Linked DNA regions of Mus musculus: regions 1, 2, 4, 5, 6 and 7 are each linked to region 3. A link is a contact called in public ChIA-PET, Hi-C, HiChIP or PLAC-seq and promoter capture Hi-C data. All regions are on one chromosome and are shown on one strand. The core of a region is the stretch at or near the end of the contact, and the rest is flanking DNA. Distances in the headings are between cores, read along the strand shown.

The links. Promoter capture Hi-C pulls out the DNA fragments that hold promoters and counts their contacts. A called contact is a pair of places that touch in the nucleus more often than the background predicts. ChIA-PET counts read pairs in DNA pulled down with a chosen protein or histone mark. HiChIP or PLAC-seq counts read pairs in DNA pulled down with a chosen protein or histone mark.
Region 1: a Hi-C map of CD8 T cells shows a contact between it and region 3, with 5 times the contacts expected there. The contact joins the enhancer-like site here to the promoter of C1galt1 in region 3. A contact is called at or near these places in 10 of 39 promoter capture datasets (the 3T3-L1 cell line, the C10 cell line, cranial neural crest and 5 more), 2 of 15 datasets of contacts at CTCF or cohesin (the NIH/3T3 cell line and pro-B cells), 18 of 484 Hi-C or Micro-C datasets (B cells, CD4 T cells, CD8 T cells and 12 more) and 13 of 115 datasets of contacts at active chromatin or transcription factors (the SCID.adh cell line, T-cell acute lymphoblastic leukemia, bone marrow-derived macrophages and 10 more).
Region 2: a contact with region 3 is called in an H3K27ac HiChIP or PLAC-seq map of double positive thymocytes, with 4 times the contacts expected there. The contact joins the enhancer-like site here to the promoter of C1galt1 in region 3. A contact is called at or near these places in 4 of 39 promoter capture datasets (the 3T3-L1 cell line, cranial neural crest, frontonasal cranial neural crest and 1 more) and 3 of 115 datasets of contacts at active chromatin or transcription factors (double positive thymocytes, extraembryonic endoderm stem cells and large pre-B cells).
Region 4: a contact with region 3 is called in an RNA polymerase II ChIA-PET map of memory CD8 T cells, with 8 read pairs. The contact joins the enhancer-like site here to the promoter of C1galt1 in region 3. A contact is called at or near these places in 1 of 39 promoter capture datasets (cranial neural crest), 1 of 484 Hi-C or Micro-C datasets (B cells), 4 of 115 datasets of contacts at active chromatin or transcription factors (double positive thymocytes, effector CD8 T cells, extraembryonic endoderm stem cells and 1 more) and 2 of 9 other capture datasets (adipose tissue and liver).
Region 5: an HNF4G HiChIP or PLAC-seq map of pancreatic cancer cells shows a contact between it and region 3. The contact joins the enhancer-like site here to the promoter of C1galt1 in region 3. A contact is called at or near these places in 6 of 39 promoter capture datasets (the C10 cell line, cranial neural crest, embryonic stem cells and 2 more), 1 of 484 Hi-C or Micro-C datasets (the N1E-115 cell line) and 9 of 115 datasets of contacts at active chromatin or transcription factors (bone marrow-derived macrophages, cardiomyocytes, embryonic stem cells and 6 more).
Region 6: a contact with region 3 is called in an H3K4me3 HiChIP or PLAC-seq map of the 230-238 cell line, with 11 read pairs. The contact joins the enhancer-like site here to the promoter of C1galt1 in region 3. A contact is called at or near these places in 7 of 39 promoter capture datasets (the 3T3-L1 cell line, cranial neural crest, hippocampal neurons and 3 more) and 6 of 115 datasets of contacts at active chromatin or transcription factors (the 230-238 cell line, extraembryonic endoderm stem cells, large pre-B cells and 2 more).
Region 7: a promoter capture Hi-C map of pre-B cells shows a contact between it and region 3, with 5 times the contacts expected there. The contact joins the promoter of Sdhaf3 here to the promoter of C1galt1 in region 3. A contact is called at or near these places in 5 of 39 promoter capture datasets (embryonic stem cells, hippocampal neurons, liver and 2 more), 4 of 115 datasets of contacts at active chromatin or transcription factors (astrocytes, large pre-B cells, memory CD8 T cells and 1 more) and 3 of 9 other capture datasets (adipose tissue, embryonic stem cells and liver).

What each region holds. Positions count from the first base shown.
Region 1 is chr6:8,730,798-8,734,249 of GRCm38.p6, forward strand. The region is part of intron 6 of Ica1 (islet cell autoantigen 1); the gene reads right to left. Among named protein-coding and RNA genes, the nearest start is that of Ica1, 46 kb to the right of the region's middle. Within about 2 kb of position 1,879, at least 60 of the 459 cell types and tissues checked have an H3K27ac peak or open chromatin away from gene starts, as enhancers often do. A contact at or near this core is called in CD8 T cells, the N1E-115 cell line, the SCID.adh cell line and 5 more, where this site is marked.
Region 2 is chr6:8,710,720-8,714,227 of GRCm38.p6, forward strand. The region is part of intron 6 of Ica1 (islet cell autoantigen 1); the gene reads right to left. Among named protein-coding and RNA genes, the nearest start is that of Ica1, 66 kb to the right of the region's middle. Within about 2 kb of position 1,407, at least 7 of the 459 cell types and tissues checked have an H3K27ac peak or open chromatin away from gene starts, as enhancers often do. A contact at or near this core is called in double positive thymocytes, where this site is marked.
Region 3 is chr6:7,843,641-7,847,241 of GRCm38.p6, forward strand. C1galt1 (core 1 synthase, glycoprotein-N-acetylgalactosamine 3-beta-galactosyltransferase, 1) reads left to right here and starts at 1,584. Exons shown (of 4, transcript NM_052993.3): 1 at 1,584-1,754.
Region 4 is chr6:8,646,604-8,650,341 of GRCm38.p6, forward strand. All of the region lies in intron 12 of Ica1 (islet cell autoantigen 1), which reads right to left. Among named protein-coding and RNA genes, the nearest start is that of Gm35621, 25 kb to the left of the region's middle. Within about 2 kb of position 2,183, at least 68 of the 459 cell types and tissues checked have an H3K27ac peak or open chromatin away from gene starts, as enhancers often do. A contact at or near this core is called in effector CD8 T cells, extraembryonic endoderm stem cells and memory CD8 T cells, where this site is marked.
Region 5 is chr6:8,751,470-8,755,105 of GRCm38.p6, forward strand. Ica1 (islet cell autoantigen 1) reads right to left here. Exons shown (of 14, transcript NM_010492.3): 3 at 3,120-3,282. Among named protein-coding and RNA genes, the nearest start is that of Ica1, 25 kb to the right of the region's middle. Within about 2 kb of position 1,557, at least 46 of the 459 cell types and tissues checked have an H3K27ac peak or open chromatin away from gene starts, as enhancers often do. A contact at or near this core is called in pancreatic cancer cells, where this site is marked.
Region 6 is chr6:8,788,739-8,792,307 of GRCm38.p6, forward strand. No RefSeq gene overlaps it. Among named protein-coding and RNA genes, the nearest start is that of Ica1, 12 kb to the left of the region's middle. Within about 2 kb of position 2,108, at least 8 of the 459 cell types and tissues checked have an H3K27ac peak or open chromatin away from gene starts, as enhancers often do. A contact at or near this core is called in the 230-238 cell line and pro-B cells, where this site is marked.
Region 7 is chr6:6,954,029-6,957,607 of GRCm38.p6, forward strand. It overlaps Sdhaf3 (succinate dehydrogenase complex assembly factor 3), which reads left to right and starts at 1,990. Exons shown (of 2, transcript NM_001077713.1): 1 at 1,990-2,172. The coding sequence starts at 1,999.

The DNA.
Region 1 (3,452 bases), core at 629-3,128, 890 kb after region 3:
AATCACCTGATTTTTCCCCCAGCCAACTAAGGAGGTGAGTGGACTCAGCAAGAGGAGAATGTCCTTGAGGAGGAAGGCCAATAATGCTTTTGAGGTTAAGTGCTCGCCCATCCCAGTGGCAGTACGTCATCTTCACGGGTGAGCTTACCGATTTCAGAGCTTAATGAGCTAGAGAAAAATAATGACACAGAGGAAGCCTGATTGCATTTAGTAGATGCAAAAATGAGACTTAGGCTTAAGTGTCCCCAGATGGTGTAGGCAGTGTGGGGAGCTTGACTCTAGGACACAGGCTCCATACTCCTTCCTGTTTGCAGTCAGGGGCCGCAGCCGCCAGCTCTGCCAGCGGTATCTCTTCTGAGGGTGTTAGTCTAGTCTTAGTGTAGCCCTCAAGCAGGGAGGGAGAAAAACCAATACAGAGACACCAAGGCCCAAAGGCCTCATCCTAGGAGAGCCAGAGTCGAAAGCCAGCCCGTAATTATGAGTTCCCTTCCAAGTTGTACCATGTGAAAATTTAGGCTTTTCCTGTGGCATTTTGGCAGCAAGATTCACTGTGCTTGGGGGGACCCACAAATAACAACTGCTCCAGTCAGACATCTAAAGCAAACAAACACGGGCACATACCAAAACGAACCAACAAACACTACAAACTATGAAACAGATACATTTTAAAAGAGCATTAACTTTATAAAAAGAATTTTCACCTCACTTCATAAAAGGGCTCAACCCATATGTAGAATTGTACAATGAGCAGAGGCAGAAGAGACAATGGAGTCAGGCGCGCGCCCCCCCCCCTTTTTTTTTTTAAACAGGAACAAAGAAAAGCCCAGGAAGGTTAAAGTTCTGCTTACTTAACATCTGCCCACTGTACAGACCAAACAAAAGATTACCTATTCAGTCAACCCTGGCTGCTGGTGGGGCTCAGACCTACTCAGGCTTTGAATGGAAGTACAAACTGGTTTTATCCACAGAGTGGAGATGCAAGGCATACCCTGAAGGCCTCTATCACAGGGCCAGGAGAAAGGGGAGTGGAGCAAGCCTGTAATACTTAGAGGCTCGACTCCCCGGGGACCTGCCCTCAATTGCTGAAAGAGCCTGACCTCTGACAAGAACCAACGATTTCAGCAGTAATTAATAAAACTGTCAAATTAATTAACCCAAGTCTTTGTTCACAGGGGAAAAAAAAATGAAACATCTATTACCAATACTGCTGTTTATCAGTTGTAGAACAAACTCTTTGACTCAGACTGTCACCACTGGGACACAGGGTCACTACAGACTGGTGTCTCTAAGGAAGGTCCTACCTAGTAGACTGCCCATGCTTGTTAATAAGCCTTAGTGTACCGTGTCCTTTGATGACATGACCAGTGGATTAACAGGGCTCTACAACCTAATGGTATTTCTAACGGAGACAGACAGGCCTAAGAATCCCACCCTGTATCACTCACAGTTCCCAGAATGCCTTTCAGAGATCCCTTTGAATTACTGTAATGAAACACTGAGCTAATGCTGCAGGATTTAATTAAACTATTTAGTAAATGGCTCAGGTTAAGGCAGTGGTTCCTGCACCCTTGACTATAAAGGCTGAGTCCTACAAATGCCCACATATACATTTCCATGCTATCTCTTTAGAGGCTTCAGAACTATTTTCTTACACCTAGGCTAGCTTTTATTCCATTTAGAATAATTACCTCCCATCCCATTTCTGACGTTCAAGAAAAACAAGACACTTAATTGACCACAGAGGCTCTCAAGGGCACAGACTTCAGAGGCTCTGCTGGGCTCTCAGCTTCAGCTGATGTAATCTGCTATGAGAAGCTGGGTTCTATTTTTAAATCCTACCCTCTTACTCTACCTTCAAAGGGCACATATATCACACACTAACCTCACTCATAAAATACCGCGTGGTACTAGGGTGAACCATGATGTGAGGAGGAGCCTCCTACAGTACAGGGACAAGCAGCCCCACCTACATAAATCCACCCTTGGGTTCCTACGAGGTAGCCTGGAGAGCTGCTCCATGTGGCCCTGACTCTCCATATATCTCTTTTCTCCGAGTCATTTTGACAAGGAGCAGATGACTAGCAGGGCTCTTGCAGAGGGCTAGGAGCAAGCTTTGGTCTCTGTGTCCTCAGTTCTCTGACAGGAACACTTAGTCACAACTCCTAATGTTGATGTGCGGAGCCATCTCTAGCCCCTGGGCTTCAGAGAGTGCCAGATCATTTGCTTTGTTTTATGTGAAACTTTCACTCACCAGCTCTGTCTTGCGCACTCGTGACTGTGCTGTATAAAAGGTTTCAAGACATTTGAGAAATGCTAGGGGGGGAAATTAACCCAATGTTGGAGGTGAAAATTCCCTTCCAATTTGACTTTCATTTATGTTTATTCTGGCTTTGTAATCAAAGTGACGCTTTACTGAGTCTACCAGAGGTCAGACTGTGTTTCTCTCTGGTCTTCATCCTGCCAGGACCCAGGTGTGCCATATTTTATTTGGTTTCTACTCTTCTGCTCCCTGTTCTAACATGACATCTGACTGAGTTGTGAACACAAATTTTGTAACACCCATCCCTTTCTCAACACTTTTTCCACTCCCTCCTTACAGATTTGTGTGTGTGTGTGTGTGTGTGTGTGTGTGTGTGTGTGTGTGTGTGTATTTTGTACTTTCAAATGGAGTCAGACAGGTCTAAGAATCCCACCATATATCACTCACAGATCCTAGAAGGCCTAGAATATGTTTGCGTGTGCGCGCGTACACGCATTCGCGCATGTGCATGTGTGTCTGTGTATCTATATCTCTTTCTCTAGTCTTGCTTGTCTCTCAGGCCATGTTGCTTAGGCACCTATGTCTCTACATTTACATCACTTGATGCTGCTTCTAGGAGTTCTATTGCTTCTACCTCGGGCCTTTGCCCACATTGACTCCTCAGCTAACCACTGCTGTTTCCCACCCCTCTGTCCAGGTCCTTTCTATTTGTCTTGGTTTCTTTTCTGTTGACAAAAGCAACTGTATGGCGGATGGGTTTCTTTTAGCTTATTGTTCAAGGCACAGCCTATCATAAAAGCAAATCAAGGCGGCAGGAGCTTGAAGTAGCTGGTCATATTGCTCTCACAGGCAGAAGAAAATCGTCTGCTCTCTCAACTCTCCCTCTTTTCTTCATTCACTCCAGGACCCAAGCCATGAAATGGTTCAGTCTACAATTAAGATGGGTCTCCCCACATCAATGAATGTAATTAAGATAACACTATCTTGTCAGGCTCAGCCCAGAGACCAGCTCCTAGGTGATTCTAGACGTCAAGTTGACAAACAAGAACTACCATACTATTGTTCATTCTTTGTTATTGTTGGGGGGAGGGGTGCTGCCTCATCTGGGATGCCCTGTCTAGATTTTTTATTTGTAGTACTATTTCAACTCAGATGACCATTCAACACACTGCCTCCTGTTTACTTGTCTCAT
Region 2 (3,508 bases), core at 157-2,656, 870 kb after region 3:
ATGGTGACTCACAACCATCTGTAATGGGATCCAATGCCTTCTTCTGGTGTGTCTGAAGACAGCTACAGTGTACTCATATACATTAAATCAATCAATCAATCAATCAATCAATCAATCTTAAAAAAAAAAGAAATGGAACCTTTAAGAGCTTTCCTGAATAATATGGACTTAGCCCTGTGCATAGATGACTGTTACTGTGGGGCCAGCTTCCTTATCATAAGAGCAGACAGAGTGTACAATCATATTCTATTTTCCTCCTCTCCTTCCCCCCCCTCTCCCCCTTCCCTCCCCCAAGCCAGGTGACTTCAGATACTCATATAAGCAGATAAAAGAAGAACCACAGAAAGATGTGACTGAAGACCACTCTTAGTGTTCTAGCCAGCTGGCTGGCATCTAACACTGAAAAGCCAGAAACCTGTGTCCACTTGGAAGGCTGAAACAAACACTCTAACCTTGTGTATTATTTTACCAGGCTTTGAAAGAAATTCTTTTTATAGTCTACTGAAATATCTTATTATGTTCAATTGTGTGAAATATTAGACTATATTGGTAGTTGAACAGAAATATGTGAAACCGTGCTCTCTACTACGTGCTGGGGAGAAATAAACTTGAGTAAGCCTGGTCCCTTGCCTGACCAGAAACAAGATGACGCCTTGTGGCAATGTGCTACCTCTTTGTTTGTTTGTTTTAGCAGAAGAGATACTAAGGATTCTGACTCACTTTAGTCTCTTGAATGAAGGCCAATACGATTTCTTCATCATACAAATATGAGAACATCATTTGGCCTTGCTTTTGTGAAAAATGCTTCAGTTAACTTAGGACATGTTACTGAACATTTTATAGAAATGCCCTTAAAGAGAACAATAGCTCTTGCTTAGCAGTTTTCATGCTAGACATTAAACTACCAAGAGTTTTTGTCCGACTCAAGGAGGGCTCACTTTAGACAATGTTCTCTGTCAGTTTAAGTCCAGCTTGACATAGTGCCCTGCTTTCTAGAATTTTTCCTTAAGTGCTGCACTGCTTACATTAATTCCCTTACTTATTCTGAGTTGATCCACCAATGTTTCTGCCCAAATTGTACACTGCCATGAATCTTTTTAGAGTCTATGAACCCATATTTGCAAAAGATAAACAGGACAGAAAACAAGTGCAGTAATGAAAACATAAACTGCACATCAAAAGTTAAAGACACACCTGCATCCTCAATTCAGTCCCTGATAACTGAGTGTCTGCTAAGACACACAGGATATTGACTGGTGACAAGCTCCATGTATAAGGTTCACTATTTAGAGCAGCTCGATATTTCTGCAAAACAAAATATGAGGCTGGAAGTGGTGTAAGTTATGGCTCTTGAGATGTGGACAAGACAAAACCCACAGCAGCTTGAACCTGACCTTGTGGCTTCAGCAGGCACTTTGTAGAGACATGCTGTGGTGGCACCTGGGTTTTGTTTTGATCACACAGGGCTATGTAGAGGGCCAACTCAAAGTAGGAAGTCAAGGTAGAGACTTGTGGTCCAGGAAAGTCATCAGGCCTGCAACACTGATCTAGAAAATATTCAGAAGGTCAAAGTCTGCAAGTCTAGTGGTTTCTGAGATGAAGAAAGGATGAGAAAGCAAGAAACTAAGGTGCATCTTAGGGTGTAAGTATAGACTTACTATGACTACATGAAACTAGCCCTCACAATGCAATTCCTGGCTATGGCCAAGCTGTCCCTCATATCTTACAATAGTGACACCTCCAACAGAAGCCTGCTTGAAGGCTTTATAGAGGGCCCTCTCACATAGTACACCATGGTGACTCGTTAGCTCTACATGTTCTCTTGTGAATCTTTTATCATGTGTCTATAACCCTACAAGTCCATGGGGCAGAGATCATATCCATTTTGTTCAGTGCTGTGTCCCAAGGCTGAGCATACATCAGGGTCTCAAAACACTGAGTGAATGAATGTTATGCTCAGACAGCACCAGTGAACTGAAGCAATGTTCTCTCTCAGACATTATTACAAGGGACACAAAATCATTTGTAAAGAAGTCTGTTGAGAATAAGATAACAAGAATAGTGCCAGGTGGTGAGATGTCACATATCTGGGCAGGGGCAGGGGGAGTTGAAGACATGTGTCACTTTGCATTAATCTATGATTTGGTCAATAGTAATGACTAAGTGTATCAATGTGAGTGACCCAACCGTTGCCTAATATCATATGTACTCAATAGGAGAAATTTGGCACATCTGGAGAATGAGTTACATGAAGTTCCTTACAAAGCACTGAAGGTTGAACTCAGAGAAAACACAGGGTTCATCTAGAATAATGGAGATATAAGAGGACAAAATGCAGTAGAACTTAGAAATATAAACCTGGGAGCAGAGCTGATGGACTAAAGAGTCCCATGGAAGTACACTGCTGTGTGGTTCCTGGCTCCCAGCTGAGACTTAATCCTATAGCCAGGCTTGGAGAGTGGATGAAATCCCTAAGGGAATGTGTATTGCTGACATGAGCATGACCATCTCAGAGACACCAGTGCCCCAGATTCATGGCAATGGCAAGGCTTTTTCCTGGTCAGGGAACAGATATTGAATGGTTGACTTTTAGCTAAAACCAATACATGCAAAAAGTATCAAGCACAGCTTCCTCATTCCAAATAACTGTGTAATCATGTTCCACCAGACAGCTACCCTACCAAGGACCCCACACACTGAGATTAGGTAATGTACTTTCTCCTTCCCACAATATATAATAGGTGCCCTGCGTATCTGGGCGGCTCAGAGCGCACACATGATCCCATCTTTATATTAATTTCTTGTGTCTGTCTTTCTTAATCTTAATGGCTCTTTGCTACCAGCCTGCTTTCCAGAACCCAGCTGTGGAGACCTTGGCAGACAGGCAAGAAGAATGCTAGATGCGGCTAAGCTAGTGGTTCTGAGCACACAAATATGTATGCCTGTATGAGCATATATACATGTTCTTAACCCCTAGCATATCTCTCTCTCTCTCTCTCTCTCTCTCTCTCTCTCTCTCTCTCTCTCTCTCTCTCTCTCTCTCTCTCTCATATACACACACAGACACATATAACCCATTCCTCCTAGCTTGGCAATATAGCCAGGTGGTATGAGCGATGGCACAACCATCTTTTGAGTCATTCGCAAGTTGAAAGGGGCACGGGATCTGGAATCATCCATTGCATCCAGAGCCTGCCAGTGACTCTCAAGCTCCCTCGTGTGAATGTGCACAAATGAAGGTAACATCCAGGGTCTCTGCCTTTTGTCTAATTCATTTCTCATGGCACTAGGATTCCACTCTAAAGAATAGAATACAAATGACTAGGGACCTTTCTTTCATTTATCTTGCTTGAAAATTGTATTTTTAGTAGAAATATACTAAGTTTATAATAACGTACCAAAATTTCCCAGGTTTTCTTGGAATTATATATCTCTTCTCTAAGAATTCTCTCTCCTCCCCCTCTCTCCGTCTTCCTTTTCTCACTCATCTCACTGCTTTCTCCATCCT
Region 3 (3,601 bases), core at 334-2,833:
CACACAGCTCCTTGTCTACAATCATAACCAGAATATACCTGTTCTTTACAACTTAGCATCTATAATAGTAGAGGCAGAAAGTGGATTCAGATAAAGCTTAAATGTCTTATTCCAAAACCCTCACTTTTAATAGCTATGCTGTGGTGTGCTCAGAACTGCATAGTTTGAACATTTATCAAGCAGGGCACAGTGTTTCCATCCGGGGGCCTGGCCTTGCAGATGATGGTTAAGGTCTCTAGATCTTACTTCCACTCCCTGCTGCCTCACCAGGTGGCAACCCACTTCCGTTGCTGCCACAAAGATAGCTTCTTGGTACACAGGACCTTTGCCAAAGCAGAGCAGACGAGTTTGTAAAACTCTCTCTCTCTCTCTTTTTTTTTTTTTTTTTTTTTTGGTTTTTCAAGACAGGGTTTCTCTGTATAGCCCTGGCTGTCCCGGAACTCACTTATTAGACCAGGCTGGCCTCCAACTCCCGAGTGCTAGGCGTGCACCACCACTCCCCGCTGAGTTTGTAAAACTCTTAAGTATTTGCCATAGCAGAACAGAAGTAAAATGCCATTACACACATTCCTCCAAGAGGCTTTCTGTCCGTTGTCACTATATGAGTTCTCTGTTCTTCTGAGGCACACATCTGGTTACAGAGCACTCTTCATTATGCCAAATCTCTTGTTATTAAGGATAGAGGAATGCTGTGAAAGGAAAAGAGGCAAAAAAAAAGGGGGGGGGGGCTAAGATTGGGTTAGAGGTCAGCGTGACGTTGAGGTTTGTTCCACAGACAACAGTTTAAAAGGCAGTTCTTTACTTGTACTCCCTGCTAATTTCGCTTTCTGCTTTCCTGAGAGAATTAGAACACTCAACCTCACCAGAAGGGGGCTAAAAAAACCCTGAGCTCGGGGAAGCCGGGACTTCCCAGCCCACTCCGCAGGAGGGCGGGGCAAACACCCGGCGGCCAATCCCCGCATCCGCAGGTCGCGGTGTCCCCGCCCACTCTGCCCAGGCCCCGCCCTTCCCCGGGGCTGCTGCTGCTGCTGCAGCTGCTGCAGCCGGGACGTCAGCATCTCCGAGACCCCTGGGTGGCGGCTGCGCAGTAGGCGGGCCGTGGTCCAGGCCGCGCGGTCGGGAGGGGCGGAGCGAGCGGCGGGAGCGAGCGGCAGGAGCGCGCGCCGGGCCCGCCTCGGCCGCCGCCGCCGCCGCCGCCGCCGGGAGATGATCTGGGCGGCCGCGGGCGGCCCAGGCTAGCGGCCCCTGCCCGTGCTGCGGCGGGCCAGGGCAGCGAAGGTCGCGGGTGGGGGGTCGTCCTCCTCCCCGCCTCCGGGAGGGGCGAGAGGGAGCCGGGGCTGATGTCAGGGACGGCGGGCGGAGGCGCCCGAGGGCTGCGGGTCCAGGGGCTCGGCTGCCGGCGGCAGGGCGACTGAGGGTTCGGGAACGCCGCCCGGGTCCGCGTCCCCGTCCGCGCCGGCGCGGCCAAACAGGTGTCTCGGGCGGCGGGCGAGCGGCCACCCTCGCGCTCTCCGCGGCCCGGCGTGTCCGGCCCGAGGCGCCCGGGGCGGGCCAGCGCCGAGCGGTCCTGCCCGCCGCCCCGCCCCGGGCCTCCGCGCGCCCGGCGCCCGCCAGCTGTGTGCACTCAGGTGCGGGCACCTTCCGGCCGCAACAGTCCCGAGTGCCCGCCGCCGTTGGACCGTCAGCTTTGTCTGGAGCTGGTCGGTTATGGTTGGAACTTTCCCTGCCCTTCGTTGACTGAGTGAACCAGCCAGGTGTGTTGGGGGCTTGCTACGCGCAGGATTTAAAAAAAAAATGTTTTTTGTTTTTTCTTTTTCCTTTGGTAACAAAGTGTGATGGCTTTCCTAGATGTTGGCTAGTTAAACAAAGTGCTTTGACTTTAGATAGATACTCTTCTAAATTAACTAATTTAAGAGTGAGGATCGGGGATTAATGCTTTTGAGCTCTGTCCACACTTCTTACTAGTGGCGTGGGACTTAGAATATTCTAAGATCCCTTACTTCCTGGAAAAAAAATTTTTTTTTTCCAATCTAGATCTTTGTATTCACGGTATTTCCTTTTAGTACATACTGTCAAAAGATGTATTCTGAGTTAAAAAGTTACAAAGTTAGAACTTCAGTGCTTCAGACTGAGTAGGCAACGCGGAAGGGACAGAAGTTTGGTAATTTGCAGGAAGTTGAGGATAGACCACAGATAGCTCAGCCTGGTGCCAAGAAAAAAATGCTGTGCACACTACAAGTTGTTTGATTCTGGTGGAAGTTTGGATTTGGAAGTGGAAACTTGAGTTTTTAGAAGGTATTTATAAACGGTACAATTTTCCAGTTCCTTATCAGATAAATGTCAGACGAGCCTTGTGCACACGATATTGTGTGCTCTAAGCATTGTATAGCATTTCTGCCAGCTGTAGTATATATTTTTGTCCAGTTTAAATGAATATAAGGTTTGAAGTTACCAAACAGTTAACTCTTTTCACCATATGTTCAGTAAAACTGACTTAGGAAGGCAAGTATGACTCACTGAAAAGTCAGCATTAGTGGACAACTAACTTTAGTGTTTCAGATTTTCTTGAAATTTATGTTTTCCTCTATCTTTTTACTCAGGACTCAGCAGTTTACAAATGCTTTGTGGTCATTTCCCACTTAAACTCCCTCTCCCTACATTGTGCTCTTAAAAAAAAAATCAGCCTACAGTTGTGGATAACTTTAATATCAAGCAGTTTAAAAGTACATATAATGAGTTAATGTTTGGCTAATTGTATTCAAAAGTATGTGCTGTATATTGCTTGTGTGTTGATTTTGCTGAAATGAAAATTGTGTTATTCAGCTTAACTATAAACTCATGATAATATAAAGTCAAATCTTTGGTGAAAGTAGTGGTTGGAATTTTGTTGCAATTTATTTATGAATCAAATGTGAATTGAAATTGTTACCTTAATGCTCCTGTTTACCTATTACATTCAAAAGTTGGCTTTTCGGTACAGATATTTTAAAAGGACTTTGAGATTTTAACAACTAGCTTGAAATAAAAGAAAGATACATGTTTTTAATTACCAAATCTGGTGGGACTAAGGTCTTTTTAAAAATTAAAAATTTAAATTAACATGCCAAGTGGTGAGATTCATATATACGTTGGTCATTATACTTTGGTTTTATTCGCTTAAAGAAAACAAGACTTGCTGCATAAAATGTGAAGTTGGCCTTTTATCTTTCAATCCAATAAGAAACAAATGATAAAGTGTACTTAATTTTTTGCATATAATTGAAATGTCACTCCCCACCTGGTGTTGGGGGTGGGGCGGTGTAAGTCACTCAGCTGCAACTGTTTTTTTTTTTTTTTTTCCTGTTAGGTGTGAAACAGGAAGCTGTTCTTTATGAATCAGGGAGTCCCATTTGAAGGTGGAGACACCAAACAGAAACTTAAAACAAATTATCTTGCACCTGCAGTATGAAGTGTAGTAAGGGCCTGGGGAGGCAGTATTAAAGAGACTCTGGATTTGGAAATCTGACTGTTTTTACAATGAAAGCTGTCTGCTGAAGCACATCTTGACTATGGATGAATTGAAATATATAGAACTCCGTGTGGCCACTTGCATTCTTGTTTG
Region 4 (3,738 bases), core at 933-3,432, 800 kb after region 3:
CTCTCTGCCTCTCTGCCTCTCTGCCTCTCTGCCTCTCTGCCTCTCTGCCTCTCTGCCTCTCTGCCTCTCTGCCTCTCTGCCTCTCTGCCTCTCTGCCTCTGCCTCTGCCTCTGCCTCTGCCTCTGCCTCTCTCTCACCACAGTAACAGACTGAGGGGAGGTCACATGCTGAAGGCTTTCCTGTACTTGCTATATGGAAACTGGATGGAAAAAGACCCATCCTTTCTTTGGGAGTTTCGGATCCAAAGCTATAAATCTGAGGCTGTTAGTGAAAATAAAGTCAACACACAAAGGAAAACAAGCAGAATAGCTGGGAAGGGAATGCAGACGGCACTCCGAGACAGCTCCCGAATGAGTCTTGCTTGAGCCAATGCCCTCAACGTCCTCAGTTACATGGATGGGTGCATTTTAAGCAAAAGTCTCAACCTAACCTGTTCCAACATGAACTCTATCCTTATGAGCAAAGAATTCTAACACTAGACCCTATCAAACGCAAGCACTGTAGTCACAAAAGTGAGAGAACACTCTCTGGAGTCCGTTATAAACTCAGATCTTGCTTCTGCTGAGGTGTGCCATTAAGTGTGGCCTACTATTTAGCATTCTGCTTATTTATTCACTTTTAAATGTATTATTACAAAGTTGCAAATTAAAAAAATAATCACCACCCCTGGCTCTTTAATAGTTAAGGCAGGCTGCAGGATGACCTGTGCTCTGGAAAGGGAACTTATTTAGGTAGCTGAAAGCAAGGAAACTGGTACTGACTTGAACCATAAAACATAGAAACCTCCCAATTATTACACCAATAATTAAGATGCCTGAAATTACTATGCATAACTTGTGAGAGCAACTTAATTACAAGTCGAAATGGCCAGGTTCAGGTCTGTAACCAGACAAGTCACGACTTGTGAAGTAGCGCCTGTCAGTGGGCTCTGGAGGGTGAGTGAGCTCTTGTTATCGGCTTTGAGACAAAGTGAGACAAAGAAAACCTGAAGAGATGAGATAATGTCCTCCTTTGGGAGAAGCCTTGTTGGAGCCTCCACCCACGCAGACAAATAAAGGCTGCTACTGAGTGGGGGAGTCACAACTTTCTTTGGCTTAGAGTCTCCAAATACCTGCCTTCAATCCAAGTTCTCCATCTCCTGACCACAAATTCTTATCTTATCCTTTGTGGTGCTGCACACTGGTGAGGCAGCCGAAGCTCCAGGAGGTGACCTCCTACCCTGCACCTCTGCTGAGGCCAACTGTGAGATCACTGCTTATTCCAAACCTCACAAATGCTTCTTCAGACAGCTAAGCATCACTGTATACAGTAGCAGCTTTACAGGGTAAATGGTGTGGCCAATGGCGGCACACAGGAGCTCCTCACGCTGAGCCAGAGCTGAAGTGGGGGAGGCCACCTAGCAACACTGCCTCCCGAGAAGCCCAGAGCTTAGCCAAGGTGCCATGTTTGATGCTGCTGTCCTGTCTGGGGACTTTTTTTTTCTTCAATGGAAAAGAACAAAAACAAAACCACACATATTTTTAAATCAAGAAGATCTTACAAACTATTTCCTGGAACTTATTTTACAGAGGAGGAAAAATAGACCCAAGTTAGATTACCTGTCCAAGGTCATGTGACTTCTTAGTTACAGAGAGTCTGGCTTGGGAGCTTTCACTCCTAAGTCCACGCTTCCTTGATGTGTAACCTGGCCTTTCCTTCAGAACCAGGAGAGGTATTTTTATGTATGCTGCTAGAGTACGGACTGTGACCTTACACACAAACTCCAGAAGACGCTTTGTCATAGGGTGAGGCTTTCTAAGGCCAGAGGGCTCCTCGAAGTACCATGCAGAGACAGGCAGAGTGTCCAAGACGGCAGAAACACTCCATAGGCCTGCCTTGCTCAACACCCAGAACCAAGAGGCCTGGGCCCTAGGAAAACATTCCCTAGAAGAACTGGTCCTGAACCGGTGAGTTCTAGCTTGTAAAAGCTCCAGTGTAGAGGAAACTCAAGCTCAGGCAGAGCGTGGAAAACGGGTGACAGCCCATTCAGATAGTACTCTTGAAATCATATTGAGTTTCATGACCTCAGCATAAATTAGAAGCACAGAAGATGGAAACTGCTACTTAGACAGAAAATGAGAGCACAGGGCAGCGAGCAGATAAATGTCACATGATTTACCTTCGTTTGTGTGAAACAGGAAGGCTCACTTCTCTGGGTTTCTCCCCACTCCCCACACCCCACATAATGACTAATCTTAAAGGCCACAGGCCTGCAGGGCAGATGAAACCCCAAACACCAGCACTATCCTCTTAGCACCCCAAAGACAGCGGGGGAGATGCTAGGAAACCACCTGACAAAAAAATGTCAAGCAGAGAGACACTTGTCAGGTCTGTTACCAAAGTGTTCTTGTTTGGAATTCGAGAAGGCTGCTTTGAGAAACCCCCCTCAGGCTTAAAAATAATAATAAATAAGAATTCTGACTGGCAGGGGCCCGAGTGGGCATGGGGGTGGCATAAGGATCTGTATGTGCTCTCTGGAAAAAAAACAAAACAAAACAAAAGAATGATCTAAGAATGTGAGACCCAAGTAGGCACACACAAAAACACCTGATTGCTAAAACCCTACTCCAATCTCTCTTGATATAAACCATGAATCTTGGGGCTAGAACAGATCTTTAAGAATCTATAGGAACAATCTCATACAGAGCATTCTACTACATGATTAAGAACATTCGTTTTATTATTTACTTGGTCTCTTTAAGCAAAGTTTCATGTGGTCTGAGCTGGCTCAAACTTGTTGTGCTGGCTCTAATCCTCTACCCCCCAAGGTGGGATTACAGGTGTTTGCTGACACACTTCAGTGTTACTGTTGGGCTGGGGAGGGGACGGATGACTCAGTGGTAGAGCTCTGGTTTAACATGTGTAAAGAAAAGGGTGTCATTTCATAGGGTAACCCAGGTCACCAGTATATCCCAGCACACTGAAGGAAGAGTTTACATGAGCAGATAAGGAATTTAATACTTGGTCACTGTATGTCCTGAGGCAAAGCAAACAGATCTCTCATTTGACTCTAAGGGTGACTGCAGGTGACCATTAAATGACTCAGGAGAAACTAGGTGCCATATGATAGCACATGATTGCTTTGGGCTAAAGGTTCTCTCCTAGAGCTCTGCTGGCTGCTGGCTGAACCGACATCAGTACACTTGGCCACAACATAGAAAGGCGAGCAGTAGCAGAAGAAGACAAACATGCTTGTGAAATATGGATAATAAATAGTTTTGTTTTGCTTCTTAATTAGCCAAGATCTTGTGGTTTTTCATAAAGGTTTGTTGATAAGATGTAGGTTAAATTTAACTTATAAAAATTTCACTTGTTTTATACCACATTTTTTGTCTGTGTTATGCTATTTTGGCAGGGGTTGGGGGTGTCCAGCTTGAAGAGCAAAATGATTGATATATGTTATAATTAGTGAATGAAGGCTGCATGTCACAGGTGGTCATACAGTGACTTCAGAGACACTTTCAAGAATCTCCAAATGCCACTAACTTGTTATTAAAATATTTTTAAACGGTGTGGCCAAATATTGGTTATCCATCACTTATCATTGAGTAGAAGAATGCAGAGCTACAGTTACAGCTCGTAAGTCCTATTAAATCGGCCGTTCTTGGATTAAGTGCCTTTTATTTCTTCTTTCTAGTGTTTTGCAAATTGTGATCAGCATTTTACTTCAGACCTTAGCCCATGAGGCAGTTTTGAAAG
Region 5 (3,636 bases), core at 307-2,806, 910 kb after region 3:
AACATAAAAATATGCCTTGGTATCATAAAGTGCTTCAGTATTTGAGTGAAAACAGGTGAACCTTTCATAATACATATGACCAAATTGATGAAGAAACAAATTTACTTATTTATTAAATTACACCCTCAACTTGTATAGGTTAAAAAAAAGTGTTTCCCCATTAAAAGAAATTTAAAAACCAGAAAACACCAGCTTGTTTCTTTGCCAACACCTGAAAGCAGTGTTCTGGGCCACACGCCATCTGGGTAAGAACAGAGATGTTCTAATTCTAACTTTTGAACCCAAGAGTAATGATGTGGCCCATTCTTACTACTGACCTCTTAAAAATCAAGGTATTGGTGAGGTGCAATAAAATGCAGCTTTGGGATGTTTCATTCTGTGAGTTCAGGCACTTATATTCAAAGCAAACATTTCCATCTTTGAAATAGTCCACTGAGTCCTGGAAGCTATTAAAAAACTAAACTTGAACATAATATTTATATATTAACTTCTCAATGTCTTGTATTTATATATAAGGAGGGTAGAGGTCAATGTTGTATAACTTCCTTTGTGGTAAATCACCCTATTTTAAAATTTGATTTGATTTGTCAATACTATTGTGTGTGTATATGTATGTATGTATGTATGTATGTATGTATGTATGTATGTATGGTGTGTGTGTGTGTGTGTGTGTGTGTGTGTGTGTGTGTATGTGTGTGTGTGTATATGGTGTAACATACTGTGCAGGTGGAGGTCAGAAGAGAACTTGAGGAGTCAGTTCTCCCTAGTGTAGTGGGTTCTGGGGATCACACTAGTGTTGTCAGGCTTGTACAACAAGAATTTCTACTCACATGAGTGCTGGAGATCTAACCTCAGGTCCATGTGTTTATGCACCAGACATTTCCACAGTCCCTAATAAAGCTTTGTATGGGCACTTCGTTTCTGGGCCAGCAGAGTAAATTAGCCTTCTACAGGCCATCCAGTGTAAGAGCACTCCATGACAGCTTGCATATAATTCTCATGTTCTAACTGGTCAACCCACTCTCTCTACGCATCTGTACCTATATTAATGTTTTTGCAACAGAAATCCCTTGGGTAGACAAAACACTAAGTCCAGATCTGCTGGATGCATAGCCTATGACAGCGGATACTTAGATGAAAGCATACTTGCATCAATAAAAGTGCTGCCGCAAGGACCTCCAGATGTTTAAGAGAGTAGTAAATTAAATTAAATATTAAATGACTATGTCTTTAAGACAGGTTCTTGCTGTGAAGCCCAAATGGGTAATCCTCCTGCTTCAACCTCCTGGGATTACAGGACTACCATTATGCCAAGCTTTAATTACTTTTTGGATAAATGTTTGTATTTACTAGATTGTTTACAAAAAACAAACAAACAGCTTCAGCTTCGAATGGCTTAAACTGTATTTACAATACAAATATCAGAAAAGACATTTCCTCTTTCTACCCTGTTCTAAGGTGAACCTCTTCAGAAGCAGCAACCCCATGGCTTCTGTTTCACAATTTCCAGTGGCAGAGAGAAATGGTCGAGAACTGAGACTGTCTGTACTAACATACATAGAGTGAGTATTTACACAGTCATTCAGTTTGAAACTGCGCCTGGGACAGGCTGGGAGCACAGTGGTGAGTAAGAGCTAACTTGGAATTTGACCTCTTTGTGGCAAGGAGGCAGGCAAACAAACTCACACCTGAGACTTTTTCCAAGGACTGCGCATGAGAGGATTTAGCCCCATCTCATAGTGCATTACCCACCAGAGGGGTTTCTGTTGCAGAAATAAGTACGCTATACGAAAGGAAGCCAGGCCATGTGGCAGTGAGCAGCCAGTCTGTGGGTAGACAGCCAGGGACTTTCACCTTTAGGATGTGAGAACTATGAGATCAAGTCAGTCAAGGAAAGATACAGGGCAAAGTGTCCAGGCAGAGCAAGGAAATGGCTTTGACAAGCCTGAACTAGCTGGTTATACCGAGAGATCTGAGAAAAGACCTTAGTGTCTGTAATGTGGTGTGAGTAGTGTAAGAATGGGAGAAAAGAGAAAAGGGAAAAGAAGAGGGAAGAGAAAAGGGAGGGGAGGGCAGGGGAGGGGAGGGGAGGGGAGAGGAGAGGGGAGGAGAGGAGAACCCAGGGGAAGGAGGCAGAGGTCAGGTCTATCAGGAACATTCTGGTACTAGGCTGTCAAGACATGACAAACACTCAGTCAATTCTATGCATTACTGGAATCATATCTAATTTAACCCCCATAGTAGCTGGAACACTTAAGGATTCTTGTTACAAAGGCAACAGTAGCTCAGATCCCATTGTGCAGGGCAGGGCATCTACGGTCTCAAGGCCAGCCCATCTCTCCTAACAAAGCTTTGCAGCTTTCTCTGGATCTGCCTCTGCCCTCAGATTCATAGACACAAAAGGCCATCCTGTATAACTGACAGCTACCCTGTATGTGCTTTGAGCCCTTTGCTAAGGTTTCAAGACTCTTGAGAAGGCTTGGAAATTTTGAGCTTTTAATCGCAGCCTCATTAATGTTCAGCTCATTAACTTTAGCTGCCATAGTAAACTTAGAGACCCTATAGACTATCGTCCATTGACCACACTATTATTCCCAGTGCCCTGTCACTCACAGAACTGATGTTTGCTTTCAAGTTGTAATGAGAACTAAAAGCAAAAATGCTCAGCAAGACAATAATGCAGCAGGCCTTTTATTCATCATACTAACCCAGTAATCAACCTGATATTAAAACACTTGCTACACAGATTAACTAAATATCTGCTTAGTTAATTCATTCTAGAATTTTCCATGGCTTAGTACCAGTATTTCTAGAATCTACCTTACAGGTCATTTTGTTTGCTGTTAACTAAACATTTGCCTGGCTTGAGTGTTCAACTGTGGTTTCTGAAATGTAATGAGTAAATCTTTGATTGTGCTTGGTATTTCAACAAACGCTTACTTAAATTTACGATATTTCATGCATTCCAACTTAGTGCTTGAAAACACAACCCATGAAGAGAGACATGCAAGGGAGAGTTTGTAGATTAAAAAATATGCTAGTACTGAGCTGACCTGATCCTAGATGTTCCTCACGAAGGTGCCGTGGCTGGGTCAAGCTAAGAGCTATGGAGAACTTACCTCCAGCTTGGCATCCAGGTCTGCATCAGAAGCAACCACATGTTCATCTTCCTTCTTCCCCGTGGCTTTGATAAAGGCCTGCTTGGTCTCCCAATATTTCTGCTGCATCTTATTGACAACTGACTTATCTTGAGCAAACCGGTCCTGCAACTCCCAGGAATAACTGTTAAGAGCAGTAGAGAACTATCTTACTCATGGCTTTCAAAGGACTTTCAAGGACTGAGATATTACACTACAAAGTATCTTAGCTACATATGATGTTCTAATGTACACTTACATTATTGATAAACGTACAAATGATCTCTTATGGGGTTATTATGCCATGGAAATCAATGAATTCTAACTTCACAATTTTAAAAGTTAGAGTTAGAAAATTCTTAATTTTGTAAGAATTTTAGAGGCAGGTGGATTTCTGAGTTCGAGGCCAGCCTGGTCTACAAAGTGAGTTCGACAAAGAAACTCTGTCTTGAAAAAAAATTAAGAATTTTATTGAATATTAAATTTGGAGTAGAAGCTG
Region 6 (3,569 bases), core at 858-3,357, 950 kb after region 3:
TTTTTTAGTAGCTATTGAGATGATCATGTAATTTTTTCCCCTTTGAGTTTGCTTATATAGTGGATTACATTAATGGAGTTTCATATATTGAACCATCCCTACATCCCTAGAATGAAGCCTACTTGATCATGGTGAATGATTGTTTTGATGTGTTCTTAGATTCAGTTTGCAAGAATTTTATTGAGTATTTTTGCATCAGTATTCATAAATGAGATTGGTATGAAGTTCTCTTTCTTTGTTGGATCTTTGTGTGGTCTGGGTATCAGAGTAACTGTGGCTTCATAGAATGAATTAGATAGTGTTCCTTCTGGTTTTGTTTTTGTAAAAGTTTGAGGAGTATTGGCGTTAGCTCTTCTTTGATGGTCTGGTAGAATTCTGCTCTAAAACCATCTGGCTCCAGACGTTTTTGAGTTGGGAGATTTTTGGTTACTATTTCTATTTCCTTAGGGGTAATGGGACTGTTTAGTTTACTTGATCTTGATTTAACTTTGGTACCAGTATCTGTTTAGAAAATCATCCGTTCCATCTAGATTTTCCAGTTTTGTAGAGTATAGGCTTTTATAGTAGGGTCTGATTTTTTTTTTTAATTTCATCAGTTTCTGTTGTTATGTCTCCCTTTTCATTTTTTAGTTTGTTCATTTGGATTCTGTCTCTGATTCCTGACCCCAAGCTGTAGTACAAAGCAATAGTAATAAAAATAGCATGGTATTGGTACAGAGGCAGACAAGGTGATCAATGGAATAGAATCAAAGACCTAGAAGTCAATCCATACACCTATGGACACTTGATCTTTGACAAGCCAAAAACATACAGTGGAAAAAAGCATTTTCAACAAATGGTGCTGGTCTAACTGGTGGTTTGTATGTGGGAAAATTAAAATACATCTGTATTTATCACCTTGCACAAAGCTCAAGTCCAAATGGATCAAGTACCTCCACACAAAACCAGATACACTGGATCTAATAGAAGAGAAAGTGGGAAAGAACCTCAAACTCATTAGCACAGGGGGAAATTTCCTGAGGAGAATACCAATAGCTCAGGCTCTAAGATCAACAACTGATACATGGGACCTCATGAAAGTGAAACGCCTCTGTAAAGACACTGTCAATAGTGCAAATCAGCAACCTAGAGACTGGGAAAAGATCTTCATAACCCTACATCCAACAGAGGGCTAATATCCAAAATATATAAGGAGCTCCAGAAGTTAACCTCCAAAAACTAAATAACCCAATTAAAATATGAAGGACAGAGCTAAACAGAAAATTCACAACAGAAGAAACTTGAATGGCTGAAAACCAAGACATTAAGGCCTGACACTACTACATTATGATGCTGCAGAAGGGAACCTGGAATGGCTGCCTTCTGAGAGCCCCTGTCAACAGCTGACAGACAAAAGCAGATACTTACACCCTACTATTGGAACTGCTATGGTTGAATTACAGGGATGATTGAAGAAGAAGCTGAAAGGGAGGGTGGCCCCACAGGAAGACCAGCAGTCTCAACTAACCCAGACCCCAGGGAGCTCCCAGAGACTGAGCCACAAACCAGGTGCATGCATGGGCTGATCTAAGGTCCCTGGCACATATATAGTAGAGGTCTGCCTGGTCTGGCCTCAGTGAGAGAAGATGCGCTTAATTCTCAAGAGACTTGAGGTCCCAGGGAAGGGGTAGGCTTTCTTCGCGCGTGCGTGCATGCGTGCGTGCGTGCGTGAGGAGGAATGGGAGAGGAACTGTGGAGGGGAAACTGAAGGGGAGCAGTGACTGGAATGTGAATAAATAAAACAATTCTTAAAAAGGAGTTGCACTGGTCCTGCAGTGTCTTCAAGCAACAGAACAGTAGCTAAGATAAATCCTTTCAAATATGTATCTACTCGGAATGACACATTTATGGTACCAGGCTAAATAGCAACAAGAAGCTTTTCTCTCTGGAGATAAAAACAAGTAGCCAAGTTCCCACCCTGATCCTCATAAAGGAAAACAAACCAAGAATTCCAGCATCAAGCTCCAAGATTTCTTCTTTAATTCTTAAAGAGAGCACTCACATATGAGCCATTCTGAGGGAGTGGTTTGCTTATAAAAAGAGTTTATACACTGGCTGAGGACATAGTTCAGTTGGTAAAGTAGTTATCCACAAGGATCCAATGTGATCCCCAGTGCCCAAGTGAAAACGAGGGGGAGGTGTGCGTTTGTTAACTCCTGTGCTGGGAGAATGGATTCCTGGGACTCTTGGACCTAGCCTAATTAGTGAGTTCTAGAACAGTGAGATGTCCTATGTCAAGAAAGAAGGTGGACATGGCCTGATCAGTGACACCTGAGTTGGAGCTCTGGCCTCTAAAGGCATGGACACACACGCACACACACACACACACACACACACACACACACACACACACACACACACCTTCCTGTCTCTCATGCAACTAATCTATACAGAAAATCAGTTTTTCGGAAGGAAGGCTTCATGATCTTTTTCCTTATAGTCATTTTTTTTTTTTAGTCAACTTCCAATGTATATACCACCTTCTGATTACTGTCCCTTCACCTCTCTTATTTTCCCCACATCCCCATCACAAGTCTTTCTCACATTCATGTCTCAACTTCAACATAGATGGACTTTTTTACTGACTCTTCTCTCAAAAATATCAACATGCATAATGTCTATATTACTAATTTATATATAATGCAATCTGTATTAAGGAATCACTACATATGTTTAATATTTTAATTCCCATTACCCTCAACCATTTTTGAAGAATTTATTTTCTAGTGAAAATTAAACTATAAATGACCCACCAGGTAGACAGTTGTAGTTTCATATATCCAAGGCCCAAAGTACTAATAACTAAAAACAGTTGGTGGATTAAAATTAAGCAAACTGTAAGAATGAAGCTTAGAAAATTAAAAATATCATTAAAACCTTTTTTTTTTCTGATTCTTACTGGCATTACAAACTTAAATAAGGGTCAAAGTTTATTAGAAAAATCATTTGGCCTCCTTCCCAAATCTACTATAGTTTTAAAGAAACTGTACGTTCAAGAATGAGAACTAAGCATCTTAGCCAATTTGAGTTTATTTTCTGTGGTAATTTGAATTGTGCATGTAGCAGAACAATGCTTTTGTTATGCTTTCTGCAGAGCTGCTGAGATCTTTAAGCAAATTTGCTTGTGCATATGAAAAGAGAACACATGTTTAATTAGCATTAACTTTCCTTAATTAAAATGAACTCCCTTTCATTTCAAAATGAAAATACGGTGGAGAGAAGTGGCTTATTTGCATGGAGAGAAAGGTAATTATTTCATTACTGCACCCACTTAGTTTTCTGCCCAAATAATGGGGCTCTCTGCCTTTCCACCCTAGTTACTGTTCCTTAGAATTTCTGCACGGAAAATGCTGGAGGTGTCATCAAAATAGGAGCACACTGCGGGTGGACACTTTTGTCTGTTATTCCCTGTAGGGTATAGCTCTGCTTCTCACTAGGAGCTCTACCAAGATGGGCAGACTGAGTTCAGGGTTCACGGTGTATGGTAGACAGAAAGCTAATAACCTCTCAAAGGATCACACTTTCTAGTG
Region 7 (3,579 bases), core at 740-3,239, 890 kb before region 3:
CTCTTGTGTTTTACCAACATGCAAATCCTGATGTGCTCAACACCACTAATAAACGCTCTGCACCAATGCAACAGTAATGTGGTTATTACATGTCTAGAGCACAGCCAGACCGGTGGGAAACACTCCCTCCTCCTGAAAAACGCCTTCCCCTAAGTATTCTTGTCAGAAGCTAGAATCAGTAACTAAGCAAAGTACGGCCTGCTGAGTATTATGAAGACAAAAAAGAAAAAACAACAAAAGCAGGAGCACCATGGGAGGTTTGGCTTGGTTATGTTAGTTTCAAACAAGGCTGTTGGGAAAGGTCACACGACAGTGAGCCGACACACTGGTTCTGGCAAGTGATGCCTCCTACCAGCCCCCGGAAGTGCTCCAAACAAGGTTTCCGGTTGGAAGTGAAGGAGTTCAAAGATGGAGGCCAGTGTGAGTGGAACTGACTTACTAGGGAGTGAATAAATAGAACATTTAAATTCTAGAGGTAGAGAGACTTTGAGTTGTTCAATAACAGAGTGCTACTGAGGATTTGTTAAGCAGAGGAACGATGTTATCTAATTACAGCCTGGGTAGATCATAACTGAAGTTCAACATGGCCAGAGGCAAGAACACAGATACGGTAGCTATCCAGTAGAAAGAGATAATTATGGTACAGGGTGTGATGGAAATAATGTTTGATTCCTGCATGATTTTGGTGGTGGAGCTATTAGGATTTGCTGAAGGATTAAAATTTAATTGGAACGAAAGAATAAGGACAAGAAGCTATCAGCTTTTGAAATAGTTACTTTTTTTTTCCCCACCTCTACACAAGTTTGGACTTGTGAACATCTAGATTTCTTGTTTTTGTAAGACCCCCGATGCTGGGCCTCTGCAAGTCCCCAGGTGAGCTGGCCAACACCCCAACGTCCTGAGAGAAAACCATACCTGATGCAAACTGCAAGAGGTTTTATTATCAGCTAGCTGAGGATGAAGTCCCTTTGCTGGTGCAGGGCAGGGGAGTTCGACCCGGTGACAGTAGGGAGCTTTTAACAGCTAGCTGAGGAGTTAGGAGGAGTTGGGAGGAGACTTGGGAGGAGTTGGGAGGAGAGTTGGGAGGACTTGGGAAGAGTTCTTCTCTTCCGGGTGTCCTTGGTGAAATTTACAAGGCAGGAGTGGGGAGTGAGTTCTTTCTGAATTTTTATCTCTGTGTCCTTGGCACAGGAAGGCAGGCATCTCTGGTTGTACAGTATAGAAACAAAAAGGCTTTTTGCTGGCTATAGAGAACAAAGAGCTTCTTTCTAGCTGTATTTTTTAAAGATCAGGGAAAACAAGCTTGGGAAACATCCAGGGGCTTTATCTTCCAGGGAGAAACGCTCTAAGTCAGGGTCTCACATTTTCATCTCACATTGTTTAATAAAAATTCTCAGAATCTTGGTCTTGGAAAAAAAATACACATAAAATAACTCCCAAGATTCTTTCATAGTGCACTTGACCTAGACCAACAAAGTCTGCCCTTCAGGGCTCACTTGTGATAACTACCTGGAAGAAGCTATGCCTACTGCATAAACTCCAAGTACAGCACTGCAAAGGACGAGGGCTGTTGCGAGGGACCGGCGAATGCCACACTATTTCAGAAGCCATAACACTTTGGATTAACCACGCAAGGCTTTCTGGAGAAGACTTCAGTTCGATGAAGTCTTTCTCAAATATTTAATAAGAAGAAACTAGCAAATGGAGAAGATGAGTTAACTCTGAAGGTAACAAGTCGCTCACACAAGACTTTTTGTCTTACACAGCAGCACCTCTCTAGGAAACTCAAGAAATTACAACTACTCCTCAACAGCCGCGCCTTTGGCAGAGCGTTTCTGTCCGCCCGCCCCAAATCCGGGTTTCCGGAAGGACAAGATTCTATGACGGACCAAACCGGATGAAGGTCGCGCGCTCTCTTCCGCCCGCTTTGGGGTTCACCCATAGGCGACTTCCTAGCGGGGGCGGAGCTACGCCCACCTTCTGCGCAGGCGCGGCGCGATGCCGGGGAAGCATGTCTCGAGAGTCCGGGCTTTATATAGGCGAATCTTGCTGCTACATCGGGCTCTGCCCCCGGACCTCAAAGCCCTGGGTGACCAGTACGTGAAGGACGAATTTAGGAGACATAAGACTGTTGGTCCTGGCGAGGCCCAGCGATTCTTGAAGGAATGGGAGGCAAGTGACGCCCCCTCCCCGCCCCCTCGTCCCGGACCTTGGGTTTTCAGTTCAGACCCCACCTTCCTAGCTGCTTCCCAGGGTCCGTGCACGGCCAAACAGGGCGTCTGGAATAGACAGACTAAAGTGGTCAAACAGCACTTCTTTCAAGCTCCGTCGCGAATCCCCCAGCTTCCCGCACAGGCTCTGTGCTTGAGCAGTTTCCCCCGCATTCAGAAGAACTTTCTGAGAGTGCTGAGGGTGCCAGGTGCTGGAGAGAGAAGGGTGGCGTGTCTCAGACGTTACTGCACTCCTGACTGTTTAGTGCTCCAAAAGTTCGTCGGCGTTTGTCCTTTGCGTTGCCTTTAGGCTGTTTAGGTGACAGCCGTGTAATTAACATGATGTCATTACTTAGCTGCCAGAATTAGATCATTTCGATCATTTGTTAATTTGTAATTGTAGGGCCTTAGTAAGCTTTCCACTTGACAGATAAATTATATAACCTAGAAAAGACCTAAGGATTGCAATTTGTTAAAGGGGTAATGCTGGCGGGGGCACGCGTTTGGATTCAGTGTTTGACTTTTCTCTTTTCTTTCTTATTATTTATTTTAGGTACATATTTATTTATTTGTGTGTATACGGGTGTGTGTGTGTGTGTGTGTGTGTGCTGGAGGTCAGAGGCTAACCCAAGGGAATGGTCTCTCCTTCCACCACATGGCTCCTGGGGATCAAACCGCGGGCTGCACAGCTTGGCAGCAGACACCTTTCTCAGTGAGCCATCTCCACGACCCTAATACCTTTTTTTTTTTTTTTTTTCTCTTAAGAATGAAGGGGGAGAAAGAGTATTGCATGATGCTGAAGAGTCTTGCAGGATCTCCTCCCATCTTGAAAATATCAGGAGGTGAAAGGAGTTGGGCATTTCTAGAGTGCATCTAGGTATTTTAAAGAAACTGCTCTGGTAAAGTAAAAAAGATTTTTCATGCTGATAGTGGCTGAAGTGATATTTACCTTTAAAACAACATAAAGATTAGGCTAGGGAAAAGCATTTTCATTGAATTCTATAATTCTTGATTGTAGAATTATTGAAGAGAGAACTTTATAATAATGAAATGTATAACTTTCTTAAAAGTCTTGGTTTATTAGATATAATTTGGTTGCCAGGAGCTGGGGAGGTTTAATATTTTTAAATGCAAAACACTTTCTTTAAATATGTAGTTGGTATTGAAATCAGAAAACTAGATTTAAATTCAGACCTCAGCATTTACTAAACATTACATCAGTTAATTTTTCTAGTCTTTCGGTCTGTAAAATAACGGTATTTACAACAGGCATCTCAATGTTAGTGTATTTATTACTTTATTTTATTCAGTTTGTTTGAGTCAGTGTTTTCCTGTGTTCTTGGCTGTCCTGGAACTCAATCTGTGGACC